6 separate regions of the Sus scrofa genome follow, and all the other regions are linked to region 4. Evidence: chromatin contacts called from public Hi-C and HiChIP or PLAC-seq data. All regions are on one chromosome and are shown on one strand. The core of a region is the stretch at or near the end of the contact, and the rest is flanking DNA. Distances in the headings are between cores, read along the strand shown.

Region 1 (4,438 bases), core at 1,301-3,800, 140 kb before region 4:
AAGGTATACAGCCCCAAGTGCTGCTGAGAGCCATCTTACAACACCATGGAGATAGCACCCTGAGAAAACAGAGCCAACATTTAGGAAGTAGAGCCAAGCCATGGAGGAGAATGGAGTCTTGGTGACCATCTGGAACACTGGATCCTGCCTCACCAGAAGCCAAGCCTCACCTCTGGACTTTTTAACCACATAAACCAAAAAAAATCCCCTCACTGACTCGATCAATTAGAGCTGGGGACAGGATGCTTTTAGCTATAATATGAACTTCATCACACATTTAGGAAGCTTTTTTAGTTTTACACTTCTTTTTTTTTTGCTTTTTAGGGCCACACCCACAGCATATGGAGGTTCCCAGTCTAGGGGTCTAATCAGAGCTGCAGCTGTTGGCCACAGCCATGCCAGATCCAAGCCACACCTGCAACCTAGACCACAGCTCAGGGCAATGCCAGATCCTTAACCCACTGAGCGAGGCGAGGAATTGAACCAGAAACCTCATGGTTCCTAGTCGGATTCGTTTCCGCTGCGCCAAGATGGGAACTCCAACAGTTTTACATTTCTTAAAATGTAAAACCAACCAGAAAAAGCATGATAAATGTCTTCAACTGCATTGTTTGAGATTGAGCCCAAACCTCTGCTTTTTAACCATATCCCTGATTCATTCCTCTGTGATATAATTTTAGAACTTCTAGAAGTGAAAGCATACCTAATAGTTATATACAAGGAAATTCAGAAGTTCCTGGCATGGCCCAGGAGAAATGAATCTGACTAGTATTCACGAAGACGCAGGTTCGATCCTTGGCCTTGCTCAGTGGGTTAAGAATGGGGTGTTGCCGTGAGCTGTGGTGTTGACTGCAAAAACGGCTAGGATCTGGCGTTGCTGTGGTGTAGGCCAGCAGCTATAGCTCCAATTCCGATTCAACCTGCAACCTCACGGTTCCTAGTCAGATTTCTTAACCACTGAGCCACAATGGGAACTCCTATAAATGACAACTTTTAAAAACTGTGATGTTAATCATCAACGTCAATTGTATGTTTTTTCCAAATGCTCTCCAATTTTTACTGGAGGCTTCTATTTTTCCTTTACCCATGGCATATGCAAGTTCCCAGGCCAGGGGTCAAATCCCAGCCACAGCTGCAGCAACGCCAGATCCTTAACCCACTGCACCACAGTGGGAACTCCTAGACCTCCTCAGTAGACAAGTTTTTCTTTTCTTTTCCCTTCCTAACACATATCATTAATATACAACACCTGGTGCTTCCCAAGAGCTATATTCACTTTTCTTGCCTCCCAAACTCTACAATTTCAATTGGGATCTGGATTAAAGAATGAAATCAGGACCGCTGAAATCAATCACCACCTCCACCCGACCTTCTTTTCCATCTCCTCAGAAGTTTAAGACTTCTGAGTTGACAGGACTTGGCTAGGGTCTGGGAAATATAGCCTACAAACACTCCAGGTGACTTTAAGCAATGGCTCTACCACTCTGGAGCCTCAATTATCTAACATTCGTGTTTCTTGCTACCATCTACCTACCATCAATCGGGTGGATTCCGGGCACTTATCTAACTGAGGCAGAAATTAGGAAAGCTGAAACTCTGGAATAAAGAACAGTAAATAATTTCAGAACCCATACACATCAGAATCTTAGTTGAGGATTTCTCTCCTCTCAATTTAGAGTTGAATTATTCTAAGGCAAAAGCAGCCAATTACAGACAGAACATACTCTTCAAACAGCCTCCACTCGGGAACAGTCGAGTAGTTTTGTTTTCAAATCATCTGGAAACCAACTATTCCACTATCTCAATTCTTGAACAGAAAAGCCTCTCCTACAACTCCGCAAGCGTCAAAGTGATGCCCTCCTGCGATTCTGTCTTCCCTTATAAGGCTTTCTAAACGCTAAAGAAGGTAATTTGCAGTAAAACTAAGGTTTATGTAAAAACCGACGGAAAATAAAATCTTGACCCTGCCATTCGAGTAGGTGTGTTAAACTACTTCCCTTGCTGGCGGGATTATGAGGCGTGGCGCACGATCAGCCCTCGCCGATTACTGTCCCTCCCGACAGAAGAGGGGCCAGCGCGGGCTCACTGAAAGCTGGGCCGGGGCTGGTCACTATGAATCCGGGGCAGGATGGCGCGGCTAGAAGCGAGGACTGGATGGCGGCGAGAGAGGAAGTTGGGACGGAGAGAGAAGGGACGGATGTGCACAGAGGGTGAGCGGGGAGTGGCACGAGAGGCCCACACGGCCTCCGCCCCTAAAGATACACCTCCAAAGCCAGGGTCACCAGAGTCGAGAAGCCACGAGCGGCGGTCATTACCTGCGCCCGAGTAGCTGCGGCGGGGCCAGGCCCGCGGTGAGCTCCTCGCAGCTGCGGCTGCCTGCCGGTGGAGCCCATGCATGTCTGCAACCCCAGCCTCTACACGCCCAGCCACGCCACGCCATCTTCCCAACCTCTGCCCCACCATGGCCCGACCTTACCAACCCTTGCTTGGAACCACTTCCGGGGCGGAGGAAAAACCATAGAGCCCGGAGGAGCATCCTAGAGCGCCCTCGCGCGGCTGAGCCCAAGCCAGACCAACCCGAGGGACTGGGACCCGCCGGCTGGTTCTTCCAGTAACACCGGTCTGTACCTGGGAGGGCTGTGGGAGTTGGGACTGCCCTCCACCCCGCTTGCACAAAAGGCCCCGAGGAAAAAGAGAAGGGAAAACTGGTATTTATTGAGTGACGCCATGTACCAGGAACTTTACCTAAATTATTGCATTTAATCCACTTAAAGCACTCCAGAAAAAATATTATCACTGTCTTTACCATGTTTCTGAGGCCCAGAGGGAAGTGAGAGGAAGAACCAAAATGGTAACGGAAGTTTTCTGAAATTACTACTCTTTTTTGTGCATCTCACTATTTCATGTTATGATACACTGAAGAGGATCCAAACCTGACTTGAAAATCTGAATTGTAGATAAAATTTAGACTTCATGATCAGTCTTTGCCTCCCTGTCAGTCAGCTTTATTTCCTTCCACTCCTCCTTCTGACTGTAGCTGCAGCCATGCTAAGTCATCCGCAGTTTCTGAAAGGCATTGCTTTTCCAGCTCCTACTTCTCGAAAGTTCATATACCATCCTCACTGCCTGAAACACTTTTCCATTCTCTCTCTGCCTAACCAATCCTTCAAACCAACCTCAATCATCAGGTTTTTTAGGAGGCTGTAAGGGAGGAAAAGTTTCCCTCCGTTCTCTTAGGATCCCTGGCTGGGCCTGAAAATTAAACTGGCAAAGGCTAATAGGAGAAGAGCATGAAAATTTTGTAGACATTTTGCATGTACTTGGGAGTCTTCACAAGAGAATTAAGACCAGAAGAAGTGACTAGAGCTGAAAGTATTTAAAATTTGTGTAGAATTGGCAAGATAATGGGTCTTGGGTTAGGGGAAGACCAACTAGAGCTAGGTAGTCCTTATCTTCCTTAAGTGGGAAGGTAAGAGTTAGGTTAACAAGGTTTGTTTGCAGATTACACTGGTGTTTCTTGTTGAACAATAATATTAGTGATTATTAATAAATAATTATTAATGATAATCAGTATCAAGACTACAAAAAAAAACCAAGTGTTTTATTTGGGGGTCTTAAGAATTGCAATTTGAAAGACTGAAAAATTGAAAAAGTGTTCAAGGAAGAGAGAGTCAGGAGCTTAAAAAGGCAAAATCCATGTGGTTGTGCAAGAATTATGATCGACCCTGAAGCAAGAAAGGAAATATTTGTTCTTAAAGGATAGGTTCTCACCAGTTATTTTAGGATAAAGGTCCAATAAGTAAATAGGCTGCCATGAAGTATTTTAGGGTGAGAGTTGGATAATTATCTTGAGTTTCTGAAACATTGAGCAGATGATCTGGATTCTGGCTTTAAGACAATAAGATTCCATACAGGTTGAGACATGCAAAAGTGACCTCCTGGCTCCATTTTAGACAGCTCTCTTAGCCATACTGACTTTATTTTTATTTATTTTTTCTTTCACACTGGTCACTAGTCTTTGGAATGGTAAGAATCTGTCTCCATAAAAGGGGACATTTATTTCCTGCCTTTAAGGGAAAGGGGGAGCCTTTTCTGCATTTACTGCTTCTTAATTGCCTTCAGCTCAAAATAACTTTTATGTCAAAGAGTCATATTTGGGGTGAGACATATTTTGCTTTCCTTTAAGGCCATCCTTTTAGGCCTTCAGTCTGATTTAACTCTGTTTTTATACTGCTTATGCATATCACTATAATAACATGGCATTCATTCCATAAATACTTAATAAGCACCAACAGATGCCAGGCAATGTACTAGATCTGGGATGTATTTTAGAAGACACAATCTCTGACCTCACAGACATCCTACTCTCCTAGGGGAGAAAGGACCAAGTAAATAAACAGGCAAGTACAATACATTGAAAGAAGTGCTTTGGTCAGAG
Region 2 (4,817 bases), core at 2,003-4,502, 230 kb after region 4:
AGCAAGAGGTGCTTCTGGGAGAGCAACTGGACTGAAATAAAACTTCAGGCAGGATATCAGTGTTATCACGAGGCCTTGAAAATAACTGCTAGACATTTGCATTTGGCCAGGGAGGCTTGGGGCTTGAGTGCTTGGAGGTGGGGAGTAAGGGGCAGCACTACAAATTTGAGGAAGTTGGAAAATGACAGCTGCCTCCTCTCCAGTTGCCAGGCACCTAGACAGGCACTTTGTATACACTGCCTTGTTTCATTCTCATAAAAAATGATGAGGGAGATACTTTATTACCCACATATCACAGGCGAAACCAAGCTGAGAGGTTAGGAAGCTTGCTCAAGTATCACAGCTGATGAAAGGCAGTGGGTTTTTTTTGTTTGTTTGTTTGTTTGTTTGTTTTGCTTTTTAGGGCCACACTTTTAGCATATGGAAGTTCCCGGGCTAGGGGTCAAATCAGAGCTACAGCTGCCAGCATATGCCACAGTCACAGCAAAGCTGGATCTGAGCCACATCTGTGCCTTACACCACAGCTTGTGGCAATGCTGGATCCTTAACCCACTGAGCAAGGCCAGGGATTGAACCTGCATTCATACAAACACTAAGCTGGGTTCTTAACCTGCTGAGCCACCACAGGAACTCCTGGAATTTGGGGTTTTTGTGTGTGTGTTTTTCCTTTCTCTCTTTTTTTTTTTTTTTCAGCCGGGTCTGGGGCATGCGGAAGTTTACCTTCTGGGCCAGGGATCAAACGTGCACCACAGCAGCTACCCAAGCTGCTGCAGTGACAACACTGGATCCTTAACCTGCTGTGCCACCAAAGAACTCCAGAATTTGGTTTTAAACACCAGATCTGTCCTCTCTAAAGCTCATGTTCTCTAACCCATCTCCAACCTTTTATTTTGAAACATTTAATTTTTTTCTTTCAAATATTTTGAAACATTTTAAACCTACAAAAAAGCTGAAACATGGCACAACAAACATTCAATACCTGCCAGCCTTTTAAGGGGCTGGTGGAGCTATTTCCTGTATAGAAGACAAAATCTGATAATCTGATAGAAGGAAGTCACAGAAAAAAAGAAATTTAGAAGAAATACCTCTGCAGAGGATTGAAGAAAGCATAACAAAGTATGGACATCTTGAAGCCAGATGTAGAATAGGCAGAACAGCTATGGATTGCCCAATTTTTGTCAGCTGACCATGGAAGGTCATCCCCAGAATCCAAGCACTGAATGGAAAAGAGGAACAAGTTATAAAGTGGGCATCAATTCTCTTACTGTGTATCGGGTTAAGGATCTAGCTGTTGTCACTGGTTAGTGGCTCCCGCTGCTGCTGTGGTGAGGGTTTGATCCCTGGCCTGGGAATTTCCACATGCTGCAGCTGCACCTGGAAAAAAAGGAGGGCATCAGATCTTTACATCTATATCTGTACAGATATTTAGCCAGTGTTCATTCAGTGCTAACTGCGCTGGGCCAGGTAGTTTGTTTGTTTTAAACAAACACTTTCGGCATTCTTCAATGCCTCAGGACCCATAAAATAAGACTCCAGGCCAAATGGTGAATGATCCCACCAGATTAAGGAGAGAAGAGTTACTTCTCTTTTCTCACCTTCCAGATACATACACATAGCTCTAACTGAAGAACTTTGAGGTTTGCTAAAATAGCCAAGAGCTTGGGAGTCTGAAAGATCAATATTCATATTCTGATTCTACCACATATTTTAAATGTCCTCTATAAAATGGATACAATCCTACCAGACTCAAAAGGTTTTGCAGAAAAAAACATATGTCATTTAAAATCAGTCGTTCTGGCGTTCCCGTGATGGGGCAGCGGAAATGAATCCGTCTAGGAACCATGAGGTTGTGGGTTCAATCCCTGGCCTCGCTCAGTGGGTTAAGGATCTGGCACTGCTGTGAGCTGTGGTGTATGTTGCAGATGCAGCTCAGATCTGATGTTGTTGTGGCTGTGGTGTAGGCCGGCAGCTGTAGCTCCGATTCAGCCCCTAGGCTGGGAACCTCCATATGCTGTGGGTTCAGCCCTAAAAAGCAGAAAAAAATAAATAAAAATCAGGAGTTCCCATTGTGGCTCAGTGGGTTAAGAACCAGACTAGTATCCATGAAGATGAGGGTTTGATCCCTGGCCTTGCTCAGTGGGTTAAGGATCTGGCACTGAAAGCTGCTGCAGAGATTGCAGATGTGGCTTAGCTCCGACCTGGTGTTGCCGTGGCTGTTGCTTAGGCCTGAGGCTGCAACTCTTATTTGACCCCTAGCCTGGGAACTTCCATATCCCACAGGTGTGACCGTAAAAAGAAAAAAAAAAAAAAAAAAAAAAAAAGACAGACTGAGGACAAGTCAAAAAGACAGCTCTTATCTTCTTTTGTTTTCAGTTCCAGGATTTCGCATTAGTGCCTAGGACTTCATGTATTCATTTCTTTTTTTTTTTTTTTTTTTTTTTTTTTTTTTTTTGTCTTTTTGTTGTTGTTGTTGTTGCTATTTCTTGGGCCGCTCCTGCGGCATATGGAGGTTCCCAGGCCAGGGGTTGAATCGGAGCTGTAGCTGCTGGCCTACGCCAGAGCCACAGCAACGCGGGATCCGAGCCGTGTCTGCAACCTACACCACAGCTCACGGCAACGCCGGATCATTAACCCACTGAGCAAGGGCAGGGACCGAACCCGCAACCTCATGGTTCCTAGTCGGATTCGTTAACCACTGCGCCACGACGGGAACTCCCCATGTATTCATTTCTACTCCATCTGGCAACCCTGTGATTTTAAGATGGTATCCACATGTAATATCAGAGCACCTTCCTCAAGGCGCGGGGGAGGGGGGTGAAATGGGGAGGTGGGGGATGTTATGAGGTTAATATTCCATAGTGTTGTGGGTTATAAACACATATTACACAGACTTCACACAGAGGGCATTCAAGCGTCCTGGAGTTCAAGAATCTTGTCTGTTGATCCCACCACGTTGCAAACTGGAGTATCACTGTAGGTTCTATTCACACCGCTATAAGGGACCCTAGGGGCAGTCTCGGCTCGCAGCCGGCTCAACTCCTACAGCAGCAGGCGCCCCAAATCCCGACAGCTCAGGAAACTCCAGGTTCGAGCCGGCGCCCGGAAAACTGGGAATTGTAGTTTCCTTGCGGCTTCGGAGGGCGGGGTCGGAGGGCAAGGGCTCCCAGGCCGCCGGGGTAGGTGGGGCGCCGCGGCGTTTCCGGTCGCAGGCGGGCTCTGGAGAAGGAGGGGCGCCGTGGGCGAAGAGCGCGAGGCCCTCTGGGAAACCGGGCGGTGCGCACGGTGTGCGCGCAGCGGGCCGGCAGTGGCAGCAGAGATGGAGGAGGGCGGCCGGGATAAGGCGTCGCTGCAGACTCAGCAGCCCCCAGCGACGTCCCCCGGCGGCGGGGACGAGAAGTCGAGCAGCAAGGAGCGGCGAGATGCCGGGGACAAGGACAAAGAGCAGGAGCTGGTGAGGCGCAGCCCCGGGAGCCGGCGGAGGAGGCCGCGGCGGGCTGAGTCACGGCGGCTCCGCAGGCCTCGGGCTCGACTCCCAACGGCCGCACAGTGCGGGGGAGAGGGCGGATAGGGCGATCCTCGGGGCTCCCGGCGCCCTGCCTTTCTACCCCCCATCCTCCATTCCGCGCTGTTACCTCCTCCGCCCCTACCAGGCCTCATCACCATCTCTTGTGGGCCCGGGCGTGTCATTGTCACCCCCGCTTTTCAAAACGGCGTTCGAGCAGAGCCTGGCCCAGAAGCCAGGCGGCCTTCCCACCAGGGCTTTCCATTCCTCTCTCTTCCCTTGTCGACCTGATGCCTCCTAAGGAGGCGGACTCACTCTCCACCTGCCCCAGGGTGAATGGGAGGAGGATGGGTTTGGGATTCCTTCTCTTGATGCGCATCTTCCCCCAATCTTCCAGTCTGAGGAGGACAAACAACTTCAGGATGAACTGGAGATGCTCGTGGAACGACTTGGGGTGAGTCAGAATGTCAGCAAGAGCTGGTGTATATATGAATCTTACTCACTTGTTTGCTTTATTCCACTTTGGGGCAACAACTCATAGGTGAGGTATAGGGAACGATGGACCATATTTTAGGTCCATCAGTGTTAGAACCATGTTGTGAGGAAAGGGAGGAAAAAAGATAATTGAAAGATTTTATAGCCTTGTCTTGTGGGAGAAGCCATTCTTGAACTCTTACCTGGAGACATTTGTTTTTGTGCCAGGCGTGTGCAAGGAGGCGGGCAATTGCAGACACAGTTCCTTTCCTAGGGAAGTTGTTAAACACTTCTATATTATGACTTAAGGGATGAGACTCCTTTTGTCTGAGCCCTAACATCTCCTGATCAGGAGAAGGACACGTCCCTGTACCGACCAGCCCTGGAAGAACTGCGGAGACAGATTCGTTCTTCTACAACTTCCATGACATCAGTACCCAAGCCTCTTAAATTTCTGCGTCCACACTATGGCAAACTGAAGGAGATCTATGAGAACATGGCCCCTGGGGAGAATAAGGTAAAACTATTTTGGAAGCTGATGGAAGCCTAGTTTAGGAATTCTTTTCCATCTAGACATGGGGCTAATGGTGAGTCTCAGGAAACCTGATGATGTGAGATCTGAGCTAGTTGAAGGGAGCTCATAATCAAAATGCTCACGTAAGAGCTTGTAGGAGTATTGTCTTCAGAAAAGACATTGTTTCTATCATTTATGATGAACTTATTTTATTGTTAACTTTGTTCTATATATTCCCTGCACTTTCATTTGTTTTAACTCTAAAATACAGCTCCAGCTCATAACTTCTGCCTGTTGGTTCAACTATTACCCAAGAAATTTTCAGAT
Region 3 (4,580 bases), core at 381-2,880, 140 kb after region 4:
GGAGTCAGGTTATTCTGGGTTTGAATCCCAACTCTACTACTTTTTGGTTGCGTGATAGGAGAGTTATTTAATCTCTCTGAGCCTCAGTTTCCTCATATGTAAAGTGACAATAATAATACCTACCTCACAGGGTTGTTGTGAGGATTTAATTAGATATTGTACGAAAAGTGCCTAGCACAGTGCCTGGCACACAGTAGAATAGGTGCTCAATAAATGGTAGCTATTGTTATTATTATCATCATCATTATTATTTACTCTAAATTGATAAGACTTTAGGGTATGTATTGAGGACAAAGCTTTTGGAAAGGTAGAAGTGAAACCTTGAGTGATGGTTCAAGAATTACAGTATTCAGTCACTTAATGGCTTCAGTCTGTGACCCCGATTTGAGAGAAGCCAGATCTTCATCCTACCATATTCTGGCTTCTACCAAGAGGATACTAGGAACAGTAAGGTTTGCAACTGGTTTGCCTTTTCTTGCCCTTCCTTCCTCTCATGATGGGCTCAGCCCTGCCTATGGAAGGCAGCAGGGTATCTCTCTCTACAGAAAGAGAAGAGCCAGCTGATTTTCTTCAGGTCCCATAAATGCCAGGGTTGGCCCTGTCTCCTCAGCTTGCATGTGAAGATTAACTCTGTTCATCAGAGAAGGGATTTCAAATCCCACGTCCAATTAAATTCAAGTCACCAATGGTTTTCTGAACAACATATATGCCTGTCACTAGAAGGCATACATTTCCTGGTCTTGAGCTCACAGTCACATAGGTATAACTGAGGTAGAATATGACATATTTTCATAAAGCTTTAACTAGTTTCTTTCAAATATTTGCCTCCTACTACTTTGGGTCTTGATCCCTGGGAAAAGGCTCATGTCTGTAACCAATATATATTGCCAAAAAAGGTGGGAAAATCAGAGGTGATATTACAAAGCAGTAAACTCAGCACAAATACTTCTACTGCCAAAGTCATGTATTTGTGTGTAAAGAGAAGACAACCAGGAGTTCCCGTCCTGGATCAGTGGTTAACGAATCCAAGTAGGAACCGTGAGGTTGCGGGTTCGATCCCTGGCCTGGCGCAGTGGGTTAAGGATCCAGCATTGCGGTGAACTGTGGTGTAGGTCGCAGACGTGGCTCGGATCTGGCGTTGCTGTGGCTGTGGGGTAGGCCGGCAGCTGTAGCTCTGATTAGACCCCTAGCCTGGGAACCTCCATACGCTGCGAGTGCGGCCCTGGAAAAAGACAAAAAAAAAAAAAAAAAAATCCAGACACTGGAGACTGAAAAGCCTACGGCAATCCAAGGATTAATAGATGGGCTTCAACAAACAGCACTAATCCTTCGGGCTCTCAGTAGCACAGAAATAGGAACAGGAGGGATTGCAAAGACTACAATTCCCATAATGCTCAATGGGGAAAATGAAGTAAGTGTAGCAGCTTATTCTAGACTGTGTATTTCGGGTAGGGCTGGATAAATCTACTCCTACCGTTCCTCCAAGGAACGCTAATCCTCCTTCGAAGGCTCTCAAAGGCCGTCGGTAGTTGTAGTTTTGCTAATCCTAGGGCGCATAAAGGTGTAAGCGAGAAGGCCAAGGAGCCTGACGGGATTTGTAGTCTGCGCCGACGGCGGACGCGCACGCGCAGCTGAGGCCGGGGCGGGGCCGAGATACTGCAGTGAAAGCCGAGGCAGCGGGCAGGCGAGCAGGGGGCGGGCGGACATCTTGGGATCCGGAGAGTGGCCGGCCCGGCAGAGCAGGCGGCCTCGGACACCAGGTGAGCTCGGGATTTAGTCGTAACCGGGTGAGGGAGGACGGCTACTCGACTGCCCAGCTTTGCCCTTCCCTGCACTGCGCTACGCCGAAAGCTGCCCACACCCGGGAGTGGCCCCAGCCTTCATATCGGGAAGGGAGCTGACGGTGGGGCGGGGGCGCCCCGGGCGCGGCTGCAGGACGGGCACGGAGCGGTGCCCTTCACCTGACCCGCCCGTAGCCTTCCCTGAGAGGGAGACCTACTGGAATCCTCCCAGAGGTGGGACGCCGCGCGGCGCCCCCCTCCCTAGGATCTTGACAACCCCCTACCCCTCTGCGCCTTCTCCTTTTCGCGCAGGGAACAATTCCCCCATCCTTTGGAAAGTGACACGCACTTGTGTCGCCTCTTTGGACCGTGACAAGCTAGCCCACCCTGTGGCACCCCCTCCTCGCAGTTGAGTGACAGCCCCCCGCGCCCCGTGGAACCAGCTTTTCTTGCGATGTCCTCTTCCCCAAGGCGAATAGCCCAGCACCCCCACATGCCTCTATACTTGCATCCCAAAGCAAGCTACCTCTCCCCAGCTTTCCCTGATTCGCCATTCTCATTCTCTCCCTGCCGTCTTTCCTCTTCAAAGCCTTGACCTTTGCCATACTGTAAACTCTTTCTTCCAGGTGCCCCCACCAGCCCTGTTGCTGCTGTGGGCTCACCTGATTATACTGCCTGACTGTTGCTGCTGGTATATCCTTTAGATATTCCACTCCTGTCCTGGGCCCCATCTCTGCTTCTCTGATGCCCTGAGCTCCCTACCACTTGATACCTGTGAACTTGGTTCTTTGCATAGGGCTATACCTCCATTTTGCGCTTCCTCTCCCAGTCTCTTTGGGGTTGAGGAGTGGGATGTGTCCACCACCTTGAGAGACCTTTCACTCAGTCTGGGAGACCTTGGCCGCCTTGACAATAGGCTTTATTTTTCAGTTTAGAAAAGTCTGCCAAACTGCTCCCTGTGAAACTAACACCAGGGCTAATCCCAGAAATCTAGAACTAAATTAACCTTTTTTCTCTTTGAAAAGTCTGAATTAGTCTGACCCAAATAATTTGAGTAATTCAGGTATTCTGCCCCTTGTTCATAAGCACTCAGCTGAATTATGTTGTGGGTCTGGAATCACAGAATTTCAGCTGGAAGGATCTCTTGATTTTATGAATTGCATACACACACCCGCTGCCCGCCACACACACCTGTATTTTGATTACACTTGGGAATTGAGAGGGAGCCTCCCTTTTTTAAAGAGAGGTGGTCAGAAATAACTAATAAGTAGCTTGGGCCCTTGAGGTGTTGTCTGTCAGGGCTGGGGCCTTTCTCCTCTGCTCTTTTGCCTGTTTATCTGACTGCCTGGGAGAGGCTGGAACCATGCTCCTGGGTCCATGTCAGGGCCTGAGGCCTCCCTTCTCTCCTCTTCCCCACTGCCTGCACACCCTTTCCTGGAATGTTTAGACTTCTGTGAATTAGAGAGCTGGAGGTTCAGGCCCTGCTGCCTTCTCAAGGGTAGTGGAGCCTGAGAGACTGGTGCTCCTAAAGCTTTGCCTCAGGGGCCTCAGGCCTGAACCTATGGGAGTAATTCCTACCGCCATTCCTCCAGCCGCCTGCAGGCCTTCACAGTGACTCACCGGCCAGAGCCTGAGTGAGAGTCTGCACAGGAAGAGGCCTTGCTGAGCTCAGCGCTGTGAAAGGGGGAGGGGGCTACTCTGGGTCCTGCCCCAGAAAAAGGAGGATCAAAATGGCCTTAGAATCCTGGGCCCAAGTCCCTCTCCCTTTCTCCCTTTCAGTAAGGGACAAACAGGAACTGGAGCCTGGCTGAGGGGAGGGGCATGCCCGGGAGGGCACAGGGTCACTTGCTGGAGGGTTGAGTCAGGATAAAAGCTCAGCCAGTGTCCTGCACAGCCCCACAGGGGACGTTGGCTGGGGTTCTAAGGCCTTCCCTTACCCTGCCCCCACCTGTCCTAGGTCTGTTCTCAGAGCGATGGGCTGCCAGGACTGAGCTGCCGCCATGATTGGAGGCTTATTCATCTATAATCACAAGGGGGAGGTGCTCATCTCCCGGGTCTACCGAGATGACATCGGGTGAGTCCCCTGGCTGAGCCAGCTGTGCCCCTCACCCCCATCCCTCCTCCCCAGCATGCAGGACCAGATCTCTTTCTACCAGAGGCTTGATTTGGACCACCCCTACCCCTCGCTGCATCCTAGAAGCTCAGCTAGCACAGCCTGGTTCCCATTAGGTCTGGTGGTATCGGCCAAGCAGCCAGTTGCTGGCCACTTGGTGGGATCTGTGGAATGGCAGGACCCCCACAGTCTTGGGAACTCCTGCCTCCTGTTTCCCTTAGTGACAGACCTGGTTTCTGGAAATGAGTGCTTTTGCCTGGGCAGGTTGATCCCTCCTTTGAGGAGAAAGGAGATCTGTCTCCAGTGGGTGGAGTTGGTGGTACTAATCCATCTAAGTCTTGCTCCCAGAAGCCCTTCTCATGGTGAGTTTTCACTGGACTCTTGAAAACCTCTCTGGGCTGCTGAATCCTCTCCCACTCTTTTTCTGGAGGAGTCAGGCTGCTGACTCAGCTATGTTTTCAGTTCCTCTGGGCCATTCCTGGAGAGGAAAGGTGGTGAGCAAGCCCGAGGCACTCTCCAGGTCACTGAGGGACAGGCAGGGAGGCCATGCTGCCCTTTCTGACCTATCACAGTGGACAGGGAACAGCTCCTTGTCCTGTGTCCCCTCCGACCTCCACAAGGAGGCACAGCCTTACTTCTCATTCTGCCCTACCCTGCATGCCACAGCTCTTCCCCGAGGAGGAGAC
Region 4 (4,816 bases), core at 502-3,001:
CATGTAGCAAGGGTGTGAGGAGCAGTTTCCCATTCCCTCAAACACTCCTGCCTCTTTAATTTCCCGGAAAAAGAAGCACAGCTATGAAAGTAGGCAGGCATTGTGCAGGGACAAAGCTACTATCTCTTGGCCTTGAGCAGAAGGAGGATTCTATCTTCTGTGTATCAGAAATATAATAAGACAGGGCACCCCACATGGAGGCCAGCCAATAGCTAGGAAGTTAAATAGATCTGGGAAACAAACAAGCCCCAAATCTGAGAAAAACAATTAAGGAAGAACCACTGCACTAGACTTTTTGGGGATACTATTTATATTTTCCCTCTTTTTTTCTGTTCTCCATTAAAAGTGCTGAAGTCTTTTTAAAAATGCTAACTTGTTATTAAGAGAGGGAAAGGGGAAGGAGCTTTTATTTATTTTTGAGCCAGAGCTGTATGATGGCACTAGCAGAATAATCAAAGTGGAAGAACCCCAAAGAGGTGCCCAGACTCAAAATCACCAGCGCGGAGGCCACTTGGTCGCTTTTTTTTTTTTTTTTAAACCAATACTCTCCTTCAGTGATAAAAGTGTAGGCATTCTTCTGCGAGATGATGCAGATGAAACTGCATGGGGGGGAGGGGATGCACAAGATTACAGGGACGGTAAGTAGCAAGACTGGTGTTTCCAAATTGCCTTTATTACAGCATTCCTTAGCTTTTCCAGCACTTCAGGAATCTGGTTCCAGGCCCTGAAGCTACACAAAAGACCTGAAGCTATAGGATATGTACTGACCACCCCCCTCTAATCCACTTGTGCTCCGCCTTCTGCACCTTTCACTTACTCACGCTGGAGACCCCAGCATAACCTAGCCATCTTCTCCTTCAAAACCTCCTGAAACTTCGCCAGTCCTTCCTTGTGCCCATCTGCCTCCAGTCTCCCCAAGTCTGTGCAGAAACCAAATGACCCCTGTGTGACAAATACAGAGCACCATGCAGCTTTGTGAGGTGCAAATGGAAAGGGCGTTGATGACAGTCAAGAGATCTGAATTCCTTTCCTGACCCTGCCAAGGGTTTGCTTTACGCGCTTCTGTCACGAACCTCCATCTACCCATTCGCCAAAACGAGGACCACTTAAGGTCGCTGGAGGCTCAGCCTCCACTGTGCAGCTTGAGCGGAAGTGCCCTAAGCCGCATCCCTACAACCTTAACGATGGCGGGGTCAGGGGAAGGGGGCTTCTCTCAGATGAGCTTCTCCTGGGATGCCCTCGTTCAGTAGGGCGTTCCCAAGGCCAGTTCGGCCTGGAAAGGCGATAGCTACCCACACCCACCGGCCGAAGGCGCAGCACCCCCTGGTGGCATCATCCGGGAATATAGCAGGCACCTCTGACCACTCATCCCACCCTACCTGCCTTCCGACGCCAGGACCTCACCACTAGTCCTCAGGGGTCGCGTCATGAGGAGGGGCTCGGTGGGAGACTTCAGGGAAACCAAGCCCCCTGTCTTAGATCTCCGGCTTCCCCTGAACTGCTCGCATCCCCGATCGTAGTCCCTCCAACCCTGGACGAAACACGGGGGATGGTTCCGGTGACAACCCGAGGAGAAGGAAGGGGTGTGGTGGTCGCCGCTACATACCTGTGCCCCAGCTGCAGGTCGGCCGCGCCGGCCACTCGACCACGCTCCCGAGCATCAGCCCCGGAGCAAAACAAGCCTTTATAGCGGCATTGGCCGTCAGACTGCGCAGGCGTGCTGCACAAAGAATTCCCAAGGCTGAAGGGAATTGTAGTCCCTCCTCTAGGAGCCCGAGGCTTGATTCGCGGTAAAGGACTATATTTCCCAGAAGCACCCTAAAAGCCCCGGAGGAGGTGCCGCCTGCTCCTCCCTCCACCGCGCTCTAGGCTCTGCACCATCCTTCCCAGAGTTTCTGCTATCATATCTGGAATCTTCTCTGAGGCCCTGTGTTCCAGTGGGTGGCCGGGAGAGTTGACAGTAGCCCTGTGTGGGTAGGGAGCCCAGTGTTTGTAGGCACGGCGGTCACAGCAGAGCGTGGCCACTTATGCACCAGAAAACACTGTGAAGGTCATCGTAGCCGCTATGTCCTCGCCACCGGCCAGCCCCGGATCTTGATGGGGGGATCTGTGTGGCCCTTAACGTTTTATCAGTGCTTGCTCACAACTATGAGCTGTCACCTTTCTCTCTTTAATCCCACTGCCCCTCACATAATGTTGTGCTGTCTGGTTTCTAGAAAATAAATGCCAGGATCACAATTTTTGGAGCTGCAAGAGCCTTAGAAAGGCATGCCAATTCATCCCTTTCTTTTTGTAAATGAAACAGGTTTCCAAAGAGATCGCTTTATTTTTCTTTGTATTTCATCTGTACTTTCAGCATGATCATAGCATAACCACTGTTGAGTGCCTGCCTATTCTGATTTGGTGCTTTACACACTTACTGTTCTTTGTTGTTGTTGTTTAATTTCCAAATCAACCCTATGTGTAGGTATTATTATGATTATCCATTTAGGAGATTTAAAAAAAAAAAGGTAAAGTGACTTGTCCACCTTTATACAACTAGCTAGTATGAAACACCAACATACCATAAAGCTGAAGTAATCAATACCGTATTTTTCCACAAAGATGGATTAAGATACCAATGCAATAGAATAAAGAGCCTACCCAGAAACACTCATGCATTTATGTAAACTTCATCTGTAACAGAAAAAACATTATAAATCAGTAAAGAAAGGAAGAAGATTCTACGAATAATGTTGGAACAATTGGTTATCCATATTTTTAAAACTCAGGGATTAGTATTTCAAACCACACAGAAAAGTCAATTTCATGTAGATCAAAGGCCTAATTGTGAAAGGGAAAACTTTCAGGAGTTCCTGTCACGGCTCAGTGGTTAACAAATCCGACTAGGAACCATTAGGTTGCGGATTCCATCCCTGGCCTTGCTCAGTGGGTTAAAGATCCGGCGTTGCCATGAGCTGTGGTGTAGGTCGCAGACTCAGCTCGGATCCCGGGTTGCTGTGGCCGTGGCGTAGGCCGACAGCTACACCTCCGATTAGACCCCTAGCCTGAGAACCTCCATATGCTGCAGGTGCAGCCCTAAAAAGACAAAAGACAAAACAAACAAAAACCTTTCAAACATTTAGAAGAAAATGTGAAATATCTTTATGAACTTGCGAGTAGAGAAGAACTTCTTAAATAAGATACAGAAATAATAGGAGTTACCACCGTGGCTCTGCAGAAAAGAACCTGACTAGCATCCATTAGGAGGCAGGTTCGATCCCTGGCCTCACTCAGTGGGTTAAGGATCTGGTGTTGCTGTGAGCTGCGGTGTAGGTTGAAGATGCAGCTGGGATCTGATGTTGCTGTGGCTGTGGTGTAGGCCGGTGGCTGCAGCTCCAATTTGACCCCTAGCCTGGGAACCTCCATATGCTACAGGTGTGGCCCTAAAAAAAAGATACAGAAATAACAAAGGAAAGTTTGATAAATTTGTAGTATATTAAAATATATATAAGATGCCATAAAGTATAAAGATAAACTAGAAACTATAACTGAAAAATATTTTACTGCAGAATATACAAATAATTTCTACAACTCAATAAGAAGTGGTAAATAACCAAATGGGAACATTGACAACTGATGTGAACAGACAGTTCACAGAAAAGGAAACTCGAGCAGCCGCTCAATATGAAAAGACACCCAATCTCACTAATAATCAGAGAAATGGAAATTAAAATAACAATGAAATACAATTTCATGCCCACTTGGTAGGGGAAAAAAAAAGTAAAAATGTGACAATGTTAAGTGTTGTGAAGGCTCTAGAGAGATAGGATATTTCCTACATTGCTGGTAGAGTGAGTAGCAATTGATAGAACCACATTAAGGCTGGTCAAATTTAGTAGGTTGGAAATGGGCTGCATTGTTAGACACCTCCAAAACCCTTAAATTCAGTGTCCTGAAGTCAAGAAGCTTATTTCCCCTCCTGCATAAAAGTCTCAGGTGAGTATACAGGATATGCAGTGTAGTTCTGCTCTCAGCAGTCAGGTGACCCAGAGTGGCTCTGTCAGGTTCACTGTATGGCTTCCAAACTTGTTCTACTCACCACTATCACCAGATACACAGGTGGAAGGAAAGAAAAAAAGACTGTGGAGGAGGTGTGACTTGGCCTTAAGGCAGCAGCCAGAAGGTAGCATGCATCATTTCCACTCACGTTCTATCAGTGACAACGTAGTCATATGATCAGATCTGAGAAGGAAGCTGGAAAATGCAGTCCTCAACCGGGCAGCTACAAGCCATCTACAAAGTGGCTTTGTTACAGTGGAAGAAGGAAAGAACAGATTTTGGTGAGAGCTAATGTTCTACCACATACGTTTATTGTTGAACCCAGCCACTTCTACATATATGCTCTAGAGTAGCCATTCTCAATCAAGGCTTCTGAAAGTGAATTAAGCCCTATACAAAATTATTTGAGTGACTATTTTCTTGGTTCTCTCCAGGATAATACATAGCTAGTATCATTCCAGATGCCCAAAGGAAACATTAATTCTTTATCCACAATGAATACCTTTGAGAGTTAGGGCTTAATGCCACTAGCTGAGAAAAGCTGCCCTAAAGGGTCTCTCACATATGTGCACAAATGAGATATGTTTGTTGTGCATTGTCTGTAATAGTGGGAAGAATCTAGATTTTATTAACAAGATAACAAGATTATGGTATTTGTATAATGGGATACTATATAGCAGTTAAAGAACAAGGGTTATAATATGTCAATATGTATGAATCTCAAAAACAGTGTTGAGCAAAAATAAATTACAAGAAGACTTAAGTTGGGATTTCC
Region 5 (4,682 bases), core at 1,244-3,743, 250 kb after region 4:
ATGTGTCTATTCTGCTCTCCTTTCTTTGGAGCATCAGTTACTCATCCAATGGGAATAATGATACAATCCATTTTGTAAGAAGTTGTAAGGATTGAGATCACAAGGGTCATATATTCAGAGTGACCAGTTCATCATTGGTGCCAAAGAAATTGTTTTCCTGTGAGATTATATGTGTTTGGATACAGAAGGGGGCAGATGTGGAGGAGAGAGAAGAAATAGCCTTTGCTAGGCACCTAGGCACTGTTTTAAGCACTTTCACAGGAATTAACTCCTTTAAATCCTCACAATGGTGGGTAAAAGTTCAAACTTGAGCTAGACTGCCTAGTTTCAAGTATTTCCTTTTTTTTTTTGTCATGCCCATGGCTTCCTGCAGTTTCTAATTTCTAAGCTAGGGATCAAACCTGTGCCACAGCAGTGACACCAGCCAATGCAGCTGAGCCACACAGAAACTCCAAATAGTTCCATTTTACAACCTATAAGTAAGTAGTAGAGTTTGGATTAAATTCTGGGGCTGACTAGGAGTAAGTAGATTTGACTCTAGTATGTCCCTTCAGGCAGTTTAAAATCTTTTGGCTACTGGGCAGGGAGGGGTCTTGGGATTACTTGTTCCACCACTATTTGAAGTTTGTGTGATTGCTTTTAGTTCCTCCCTGGGAATGGCCGATTTTTATTCTTTATAAAAGACAAATCTAGTAGTTCCCTTATTAAAGATCCCACGTTGTCACTGCAGCGGCTCGGGCTGCTACTGTGGCACGGATTCCATCCGAGGTCAGGGGACTTCCATATGCTGGAAGATGTGGCAAAAAAAAAAAAAAAGAGACAAATTTACTAATTCCCTAGTTAGAATGTTTCAATCCTTATTAAACATATAAACATTCAGTTTAATAAGTCTTTTATTGATCTAATCTACATTACTTTCAAAGGCTGCCTAACGTGTGTTTCTTTCCGCATTTGTACCATGATTTACTTCGGCAGGACTGAGTCTTTAATTTCAGTATTCTCAGCCCCCTGCCAGCACTTAGCCTAGCATTCAGTATGCACTCAATAAATGCCTGCTCAAAGTATGAATGAACTAAAGAATCGCGGAACTGAGTCGCAGAGGGGGATCGGTCTGGGAATTCCAAAGTTCGGGAGGGGACACGGGGGCGGGCAGTGGCTGTCACATGACTAGGCGGGGCAAATCCCATGTGCTTCGCGGCACCGGGCAAGGCTCCGCCCTCTGCGCCGGTCACGTGGGGGCGCCGGCTGCGCCTGCGGAGAAGCGGTGGCCGCCGAGCGGGATCCGTGCGGGGAGCCGGAAATGGTTGTGGACTACGTCTGTGCGGCTGCGTGGGGCTCGGCCGCGCGGACTGAAGGAGACTGAAGGTAAAGCCGCCATGTCCGGGCCCGACCCGGCCCCCCCATCCCCTCCCCCCGCATCCGCCGCCATCCGGGCCGGGACCGGCTACCCTGCGCCGCCTCCCCGGCGCCCTGGCTCCTCGGCCCAAGCCCGGGCCCCGGGCCGCCAGGGCCCGATCCCCGGCCCACGTGTGCCCGGCCTGGCCCGGCCTGGCTGCTGGGTGGGGGTGGGGGAGCGCGGGGCCGGAATATGCGGTCCCCGCGGGCTGGGAGGGCGCCGGGTTTCCCGGCTGCTAAGTGCCACCTCGGCCCGACCCGAGGAGGCCCTACGGGCGCAGGCACCGCGACTCCCGGCCCGCCGCCCCCTCCCCCCTTTGCGGCCCGGCCGCCGGGAAGTGACACGTTGTTCTTTGGCACTGGCCGGCGCTGCGCAGGGAGGGCGCAGGGGAGGGAGGCGGCGGCGGCGGGCAGGGAGGAGCCCCCGGCCCCGCCCGCCCTCCAGGCCGACCCTCACTTGCTTCAAACCGGCTCTTCTTCGGCCGCCGCCCGCCTGGCCTTTTACGGCCCGACTGCCGCTTTTCCTGGCCTCCACTCCTGGGCGGCGGCAGGCCTCGCCTCTAGCCCCGTGCGGGTGCACCCGCGGCCACCCGCGGCAGGCGTGCCTTGTGTGCCCCTGGGCCAGGCCCCGAACCCGGTGTCCCCGGGTGGGGGGTGGGGACACCACGGCCGAAGCTGCTAGCTCCGTTTGTGATCCGGGAGCCTGGTGCCAGCGAGACCTGGAATTTCCGGTCTGGTTGGTCTTGGGCCCCGCGGAGCCAGGTTGATACCCCCCACCTCCCAACCCCAGGCCCTCGGATGCCCAGAACCTGTAGGCCGCACCGTGGATTTATTCTTAACCGAGGGGGTGAGTGAGGGGCTGTTTCAGCAGATCAGGGGGGGTGGTTGGAGCTGCGGGTCTGACAAGGTGTCGGTGGGGACATAGGCTGGGTTTTATGCTCCTTCACCTTTTTGGCGATTCCGGGGCTTGTTGTGGGACCCAGACCTTGCTTCATCCCTCCCCCACTCCATTTGCCTTAAGCTTGGGTCCCTTCCCCTTTCCGAGCTCCGCTCTTTCCCAACAGGTGCTGGGGGGACCCTGATGTGGCACCAAATGAAATGAACAAAGCTCCACAGCCCACAGGCCCCCCACCTGCCCCATCCCCTGGACTCCCACAGGTAATTAGGGAGGAATTAGCAGCAACTGGGGTGGGGGTGGGGGAGACCAGGCAGCCGGGTCAGGAACAGGTTCCAACCTCTGGATTTTCCCACCCCCTTCTGTGTCAGGGCAAAGTGCAGCTTCCTGCTGCCAAATTGAGGCAGGGCCCCGGGGCTGTTCTTAGGGGCTGTCTTGGGGAGGGTATATGTGGACTGTTGAGGCTCTTGCCACAGCTCTGCTCCCCTTACTTCACCAGCTTGAGTTTCTGCCCCACCTGGGTTTCCCCTCTTGCTGAATTCTGGTCTCCCCCCTTCAGCCAGCGTTTCCCCCGGGGCAGACAGCACCGGTGGTGTTCAGTACGCCTCAAGCGACACAAATGAACACGCCTTCTCAGCCCCGCCAGGTGAGGGGCTGTGGGGAGGGGAGTAGGGGGCCTGGGTGGGAACCATGTGAAGCTTAGGCCAGTTTGGGCCTAGGATGGAAACTATGGAGGCCTTGTACCTGCCCCAACTTCCTGACAGTTGCTTTCATGCGGTTCTGCACTTTGCACTGTTGATTACTTACGGTGGCTGGCCCCTTGGAGTATGTAGTTGGTGGGGATGGCATTCCTAGGGGTCCTGGTGCCTTGGGGGCAGTGCTTTGGGCCCTGCTGCCAACTCCTGCTTTCCTGTTTTCTTTTACTGGGAGGTTGCCATTGCTCCATTCCCCATCCATCTTTCTCTTTTGGACTGTGGCAAGATAAACACTCCAGCTAGTTCTTGCCTTTCTCTGTTCCCTAAATTCTTCCTCACAAGTGGGAGAGGATTCTTGTCCTGCTTCCTTCATTTTCTTTCCCTCCTCATCACCTTGGGGATAATTCTTTTCTTTCCTGTCCCCATGTGCTCTCAGGGAGGATTCAGGTCTCTGCAGGTAATACCCCATTGCTAATCCTGAACTCTCTCCGGGTCTCACCCTTACACTCTGCCCTAGTCAGGGGCTAGACTCAGTCTGGGTCCTCAGTCTGAGGCTGACCGATGCATGTTAGGGGCTAAATCTTGTGTAGTTCACATCTGGGAACTGGGAGACTGTTGCATGTTAGCGGTGAGCTCCTCAGTACCTTAGGGTGGAGCAGTGCATGCTGGGGAGTATGTTGCTGAAAAAGGCTTTACTTAGGCATGATGCATCTGGGTGTTAGGAAGCCTCTGCTGAAGGATAGCCTGGTGAGGTGATCTGAGTATGCATGGCAGGGAGGGAGTAAATATACAGAGTGCCAAGTGTATACCTGAGTTTGGAGGGCGTATGTGAGTATAAGAGGCCACTTAGCCATCACTTGGTCAAGTGAGTCTTGGAAGTGTTGGTCTTCATGCTCCAAAGCCCCTGGTACTTCTCTCCTGACTAGAGACATAGTGGAATGGCCCTTTTGCTGTCCACCTCCTCCCCTTCCCATTGCCAACTGCCTTCCTCCCTCCTGACAGCACTTCTACCCTAGCCGGGCCCAGCCCCCGAGCAGTGCAGCCTCCCGAGTGCAGAGTGCAGCCCCTGCCCGCCCTGGCCCAGCTGCCCATGTCTACCCTGCTGGATCCCAAGTAATGATGATCCCTTCCCAGATCTCCTACCCAGCCTCCCAGGGGGCCTACTACATCCCTGGACAGGTGAGGCTGGAGGCTTGGGGGCTGGAAGCCACAGAACCTTGTACCCTCCCACCCTCCCCCCTCCCCTCCAGTCCCATCTCTTCTCCAGAGGTGGGACTTCCTTCTGGTCATTGCCTAGAGTTGGCTTGTCCTGTCTTGTCCTACATACTCTTTGTAGTCTGATATGGTCTTCATAGCTCCCTTAACTCCTTCATTCTCATCCTCCCCTTTCCCCTCCACCAGGGGCGTTCCACATATGTTGTCCCGACACAGCAGTATCCTGTGCAGCCGGGAGCCCCAAGCTTCTATCCAGGTGCAAACCCTACAGAGTTTGGGACCTACGGTAAGCAGGGGAGGGAGTTAGGTGAGAGTGAGTCCCAGGGAACATCTAAACTTGCTTACTAATTCCTAAGACCCTTCCCAGGTTTGTCTCTTGGTCTAAAAATGGTAGAGGTAGTAGGGATTGGTGCTTAATATGTAATTGGTGTGGGGGTGGCGGGAGAGGGTCTTATAGTATCGCTGAGAGTTGGGAGTCCTCC
Region 6 (4,695 bases), core at 1,663-4,162, 190 kb after region 4:
ATGCAACTCGTAATCTTCCACTCCAAATCTGTTCCTTTTTCTGGGCTCAATGAATGGCACCATTAACCTCTCAGCTGCCCAGGTCACAAACCTGGGAAACGTCTTTGACACTTCCTTCTCTTTCATTTGCAACCCCCAGTCACCAAGTCCTGCCTATTCCTCATCCTAAATATTTCTACTATCACACACTCAAATTTGGGCCTAACATAATCTCTAGCCTCAGTGATGCAAAAGCTCCCTAATTAGGAGTTCCTGTTGTGGCGCAGTGGTTGATGAATCTGACTAGGAACCATGAGGTTGCGAGTTCGATCGATCCCTGGCCTTGCTCAGTGGGTTAACGATCCGGCATTGCCCTGAGCTGTGGTGTTGGTTGCAGACGCGGCTCGGATCCCGAGTTGCTGTGGCTCTGGCGTAGGCCGGCGGCTACAGCTCTGATTAGACCCCTAGCCTGGGAACCTCCATATGCCGTGGGAGCGGCCCAAGAAATGGCAAAAAGACAAAAAAAAAACAAAAAAAAAAACCTCCCTAATTAGGCTCCCAGCTTCCACTTTCACCCCACTGCAATACATTTTCCACCCCACAACCAGAGAGATCGTCCTATAATAGAAACCATATCATGTTTCCCTGCTTAAAACTCTTCAATGATTCCTTAAGATGAAGACCAAACCTTATTTTATTTTTCATTTTTGGCCGCCCCACGGCATATGGAGTTCCTGGGCCCAGAATCAGATCCAAGTGGCAGTCATGACCCAAGCCGAAGCTGCAGCAACCCTGGATCCTCAACCCACTGTGCAGGGCAGGATATCAAACCTTTGACTCAGCACTCCCAAGATGCCACCGATCCTGTTGCACCACAGCGGAAACCCCAAGACCAAATTTTATTATTCCCATTTTTAGAAGAGGAAATTATGAATTTATGAGGTTAAGTGACTAGCTCAAGATCAGTGAGCTAGGATGGGTAGACTTGAGACTGAAACTCATGGAGTCCTAAATTCTCAGCCATCTTGCTATCTATCTCCTTAACATGGGCTTACAGATTCCTACATGATCTGGCCTCAACTTTTGCAGTCTTATCTGTCTGTACTACTCTTACTTGATTTTACATTCCAGCTCTAAAAAAATTTTTTCAGTTCCTCAAACAAAGTAGACTTTCCCCCCCTTTCTGTTTTTTTTGGGCCGCACCCAAAACATATGGAAGTTCCCAGGCTAGCGGTTGAATTGGAGCTACAGGTACTGACCACAGCCACGGCAATGCCAGATAACAAGTCGAAACTTGGATCTACACCACAGCCCTCAGCGTTCCAGATCCTCAACCTACTGAGCAAGGCCAGGGATCAAACCCACATCCTCATGGATACTAGTCCAGTTCGTTGCTGCTGCGCCAGCACAGAACTCCAACTTTCTCTTTCAATTGAAGATTTTTGATACAGGATTCTCTCTTCCCCCCTCCTTTTCTCTTCTTCAACTAACTAGCTCTTATGTTTCAAGGAAGACTCTAGGAAGCCTTCTCTGACTCCTCAAGGCCTGGCTTAAGTGCCCTCTTGTGTCCTTTATAGCACTGTCTTACTATCATGATGAATATGACAGCATTGTAATTTTATACTAATACATCTCTGTCCAGGCCTACACAACCAAAAAATGTGTCTATCTTTTTCGAACTATACTCTTGGCACCTAGCATAGTGTTAGCCATATAATAAACACTCAACAAATATGTACTGAATTAACTATCTTAAGCAAGAAAGCTTTAAGTCCAATGTTTTCAGCCTGGAAAGCAGCCACCAATAATGCCAAATGACTCAAGCGATCACAAAACGCTATCGCTAAGAAGAGAGTTCGAGACCTCAGAACTGAACAGATGAGAAGCTTGAGACACAGCAAGAGAAGTGACGGGTCCAAATTCACAGAGACAAGCAGCAGCAGCAGTACATTAAATTGGACCCAAATTTTCTGGAAGGGATTAAGATCAGGTTTCGTTTTCAGTGGAGCAATCTTTAGTTTTTACTGGGGTAAAAAATAAAGGCCTGCATTGAAGATTGAGTGGATGAGGGGTCTAAGAGCTCTAAATCTAGGTCCCAGTTTGGGTCGGGGGTTCGGTCCCCTTCCCTACCCTCCCCTCCCCCTCGGCGCACTCACATGCCACCCTGTGAATGACCCAGAAGGTGATGCCCACCTCCGCCAAGCAGAGGCAGGCGGCCACCAGCAGCGTGTAGCGTGGCTCCAGCAGTAGTAGGCGCCGCTCTTGCCAGGCGCGCCGCAGCCATTGCCCGCACTGTCCCGCCGCCAGGGCTGCGGGACCTGCCCGGCCGCGTTTCCGCAGGCTCGCCGCCATCTTGATGGTGCACCGCTCCTGTGGGCCCGCTACCTCGGAAGCCCGATCCTTGGGTATTTGGGTTCCGCTTCCCGCGCTGCATGTCCCAACGGACTGAGCGTAGGCTGGAGTTGTCAGAGTCCTTATTTACTCCAAAATTCACTTCTTCTATATCTGTCTCCCCTATGGAGTGCACACTCTACAAGTAGAAATAATGTCACTCCTCAGTACATACTTAACCCTGGACCCACAGGGGCTAATGTGGATCGAAGTTTGCCCGGAAAGGAACATTCTTGTCTGTGCCCTGTCTCTCCCCTCCATCTCCCCGGCCCAGTATAACACTTAGCCTGTGTCGTTAATATCAGCGTACATGCCAGTCTTTCCTGGAGGATAAGACCTGTGCTACTCCCGCCATCCCTCAGAGTTCTCTGGGTGCTCAATACTGGGAAGAAATAAATTCCTCATTAATTTTCAGACTTCTTAATGGGAGGAGCCAATCAAACAAAGTATGAGAAGGGGAGTGACGAGCCCGAGTGAGTGCGACACCAGGACTGTGGCTCAGAAGTTAGCAATGCTGCCGGAGGACTCAGGGTCTGGACGATATGACTCCCCCATCCGGAGGATTCTTCCCAGCGCACTTAACAGAGAACGGAAGTTCCACGTGTTTATGTTGAGCAATTGCTGGTGCTGGGCGGAGACGTAAAGGCCACGCCTCCTACATGCCACCATTCCGATTGGTTACATAGGAGCGCCAAGCCCCGCCCAGATGTGAGAACCTGCAGCCCTGCGAACCCAGAAGCGGCAAGCATGGCCTCTCCAAGGGCCTCCACGCCCCTGCCGGAGTTACCAGAAAAGAACAGCGGGTACCGCGAAGTCCAGTACTGGGACCAGCGCTACCAAGGCGCTGCCGACTCTGCCCCCTACGAGTGGTTCGGGGACTTCTCCTCCTTCCGTGACCTCCTAGAGCCGGAGCTGCGGCCCGAGGACCGTATCCTTGTGTTAGGTGGGTAGTCTCGGGACTGCCCAGCCCAAGGGGACTGTTCCTGCTCCTCGCTTCTGCCTGCCCCTCTGAGAGGACGCCCTAGTCAGAAGTGAAGACCCAGAACCTTCAGAATCTCTGCAGTAGTTGCCAGGGCAAACAGGTGCCAAGAGATTCTTAGTCCGGGGACCGCCACCCCCTCCCCCGTAGAAAGTCTGAGTCTGAATGTAGTAAGTGGGTAGGTGACCCATAACTCGGTTCCGGCCCCTAGGGAGGCAGCCTCGAGCACTAAGAGAGCTCAGGGGACTTACTTCAATTCCCAGCGCTAGCTGACTGTAAGACAGGACGAATCGTGAACCTGTTCTGAGCCTTGGGTTCACTTCCAGAAATGGAACTGGGAATTCAAGTCGGGTAGGGCACGTGCAGGTACCTCGAGCGCAATGCCTAGCGCTTTTTATGTTTGCCCGGCTGGGCACCGGGAGCCATCGTCACTCAGAGACTGATCTTTTCACTCTAAACTCTAACAAACCTGGTCCTATGCATCCATATGCCCCATTCTCCGCCCCCCACTCCGCCCTGCGGTGTGCAGTGAGGACAGGGGCAGCACTCTCTGAGGGGAGATTGCTGCGGAGGATGGTGTGATTTTTTCCAAAGGAACAAATAATGGGTTGTAAGGTGGGGCTCTGAGAGGTCCACTTGCCCATACTGGGGTTCTCTTACTCTTCCAGCCTTGGGGACTCCAGTGAAATTTGATTAAGCAACAGATTTCCTTCTAATTATAGTTTTTATTTTGGTGTTTTTAAAAGCATGTATATGTTTAAGTGAAATATTTCCCATATATGAGACATTTATAATACATTATATATGTAAGGTATAAATAATAACTCGAATGTGTGTGTATAGCCTACTTGGTTTGAGAAATAGAACATTTCTAGGACTAGAAAGGAAGTATAATCTAGTGCTTAAGAACTTGGATGCTGGAGGCAGCTAATTATGTTGGGATCTTGGAACATGTAATCTTAGCTGCAGAATAATGGCAAAATCATAGAATCTTAAAAAGAGTTCCCATTGTGGCTCAGTGGGTTGAGAACCTGACTAATATCCATGAAGATGCAGGTTTTGGTTTTGTTTTTTTGTGTGTCTTTTTGCCTTTTCTAGGGCCTCTCCCGCGGCGTATGGAGATTCCCAGACTAGGGGTCTAATCAGAGCTGTAGCTACTGGCCTACGCAACAGCCACAGCAACTCGGGATCTGAGCCATGTCTGCAACCTACACCACAGCTCACGGCAACACCGGATCATTAACCCACTGAGCAAGGCCAGAGATTGAACCCACAACCTCATGGTTCCCACTCAGATTCGTTAACCACTGAGCCACGACGGGAACTCCAGAGGATGCCGGTTTGAT

The links. A called contact is a pair of places that touch in the nucleus more often than the background predicts. HiChIP or PLAC-seq counts read pairs in DNA pulled down with a chosen protein or histone mark.
Region 1: an H3K27ac HiChIP or PLAC-seq map of alveolar macrophages shows a contact between it and region 4. The contact joins the promoter of PARL here to the promoter of ABCC5 in region 4. A contact is called at or near these places in 2 of 5 promoter capture datasets (fetal skeletal muscle and skeletal muscle) and 1 of 2 datasets of contacts at active chromatin or transcription factors (alveolar macrophages).
Region 2: a contact with region 4 is called in an H3K27ac HiChIP or PLAC-seq map of alveolar macrophages. The contact joins the promoter of PSMD2 here to the promoter of ABCC5 in region 4. A contact is called at or near these places in 1 of 47 Hi-C or Micro-C datasets (embryonic fibroblasts) and 1 of 2 datasets of contacts at active chromatin or transcription factors (alveolar macrophages).
Region 3: a contact with region 4 is called in an H3K27ac HiChIP or PLAC-seq map of alveolar macrophages. The contact joins the promoter of AP2M1 here to the promoter of ABCC5 in region 4. A contact is called at or near these places in 1 of 47 Hi-C or Micro-C datasets (embryonic fibroblasts) and 1 of 2 datasets of contacts at active chromatin or transcription factors (alveolar macrophages).
Region 5: a contact with region 4 is called in a Hi-C map of skeletal muscle, with 2.6 times the contacts expected there. The contact joins the promoter of EIF4G1 here to the promoter of ABCC5 in region 4. A contact is called at or near these places in 1 of 47 Hi-C or Micro-C datasets (skeletal muscle) and 1 of 2 datasets of contacts at active chromatin or transcription factors (alveolar macrophages).
Region 6: a contact with region 4 is called in a Hi-C map of heart right ventricle, with 3 times the contacts expected there. The contact joins the promoter of ALG3 here to the promoter of ABCC5 in region 4. A contact is called at or near these places in 2 of 47 Hi-C or Micro-C datasets (embryonic fibroblasts and heart right ventricle).

Annotation. Positions count from the first base shown.
Region 1 is chr13:121,811,129-121,815,566 of Sscrofa11.1, forward strand. PARL (presenilins-associated rhomboid-like protein, mitochondrial) reads right to left here and starts at 2,551. Exons shown (of 10, transcript XM_021069926.1): 1 at 2,481-2,551. The coding sequence starts at 2,536.
Region 2 is chr13:122,184,248-122,189,064 of Sscrofa11.1, forward strand. PSMD2 (proteasome 26S subunit, non-ATPase 2) reads left to right here and starts at 3,253. Exons shown (of 21, transcript NM_001243477.1): 1 at 3,253-3,451; 2 at 3,900-3,956; 3 at 4,329-4,493. The coding sequence starts at 3,317.
Region 3 is chr13:122,092,745-122,097,324 of Sscrofa11.1, forward strand. AP2M1 (adaptor related protein complex 2 mu 1 subunit) reads left to right here and starts at 1,631. Exons shown (of 12, transcript NM_001243644.1): 1 at 1,631-1,760; 2 at 3,739-3,855. The coding sequence starts at 3,782. DVL3 (segment polarity protein dishevelled homolog DVL-3) reads left to right here. Exons shown (of 16, transcript XM_021069945.1): 16 at 1-231.
Region 4 is chr13:121,956,150-121,960,965 of Sscrofa11.1, forward strand. It overlaps ABCC5 (multidrug resistance-associated protein 5), which reads right to left and starts at 1,752. Exons shown (of 30, transcript XM_021069932.1): 1 at 1,607-1,752.
Region 5 is chr13:122,202,294-122,206,975 of Sscrofa11.1, forward strand. It overlaps EIF4G1 (eukaryotic translation initiation factor 4 gamma 1), which reads left to right and starts at 2,494. Exons shown (of 31, transcript NM_001246253.1): 1 at 2,494-2,553; 2 at 2,850-2,936; 3 at 3,988-4,164; 4 at 4,387-4,486. The coding sequence starts at 2,494.
Region 6 is chr13:122,145,865-122,150,559 of Sscrofa11.1, forward strand. It overlaps ALG3 (dol-P-Man:Man(5)GlcNAc(2)-PP-Dol alpha-1,3-mannosyltransferase), which reads right to left and starts at 2,913. Exons shown (of 10, transcript XM_005670035.3): 1 at 2,681-2,913; 2 at 2,173-2,509. The coding sequence starts at 2,725. ECE2 (endothelin-converting enzyme 2) reads left to right here and starts at 3,065. Exons shown (of 18, transcript XM_013982250.2): 1 at 3,065-3,313. The coding sequence starts at 3,118.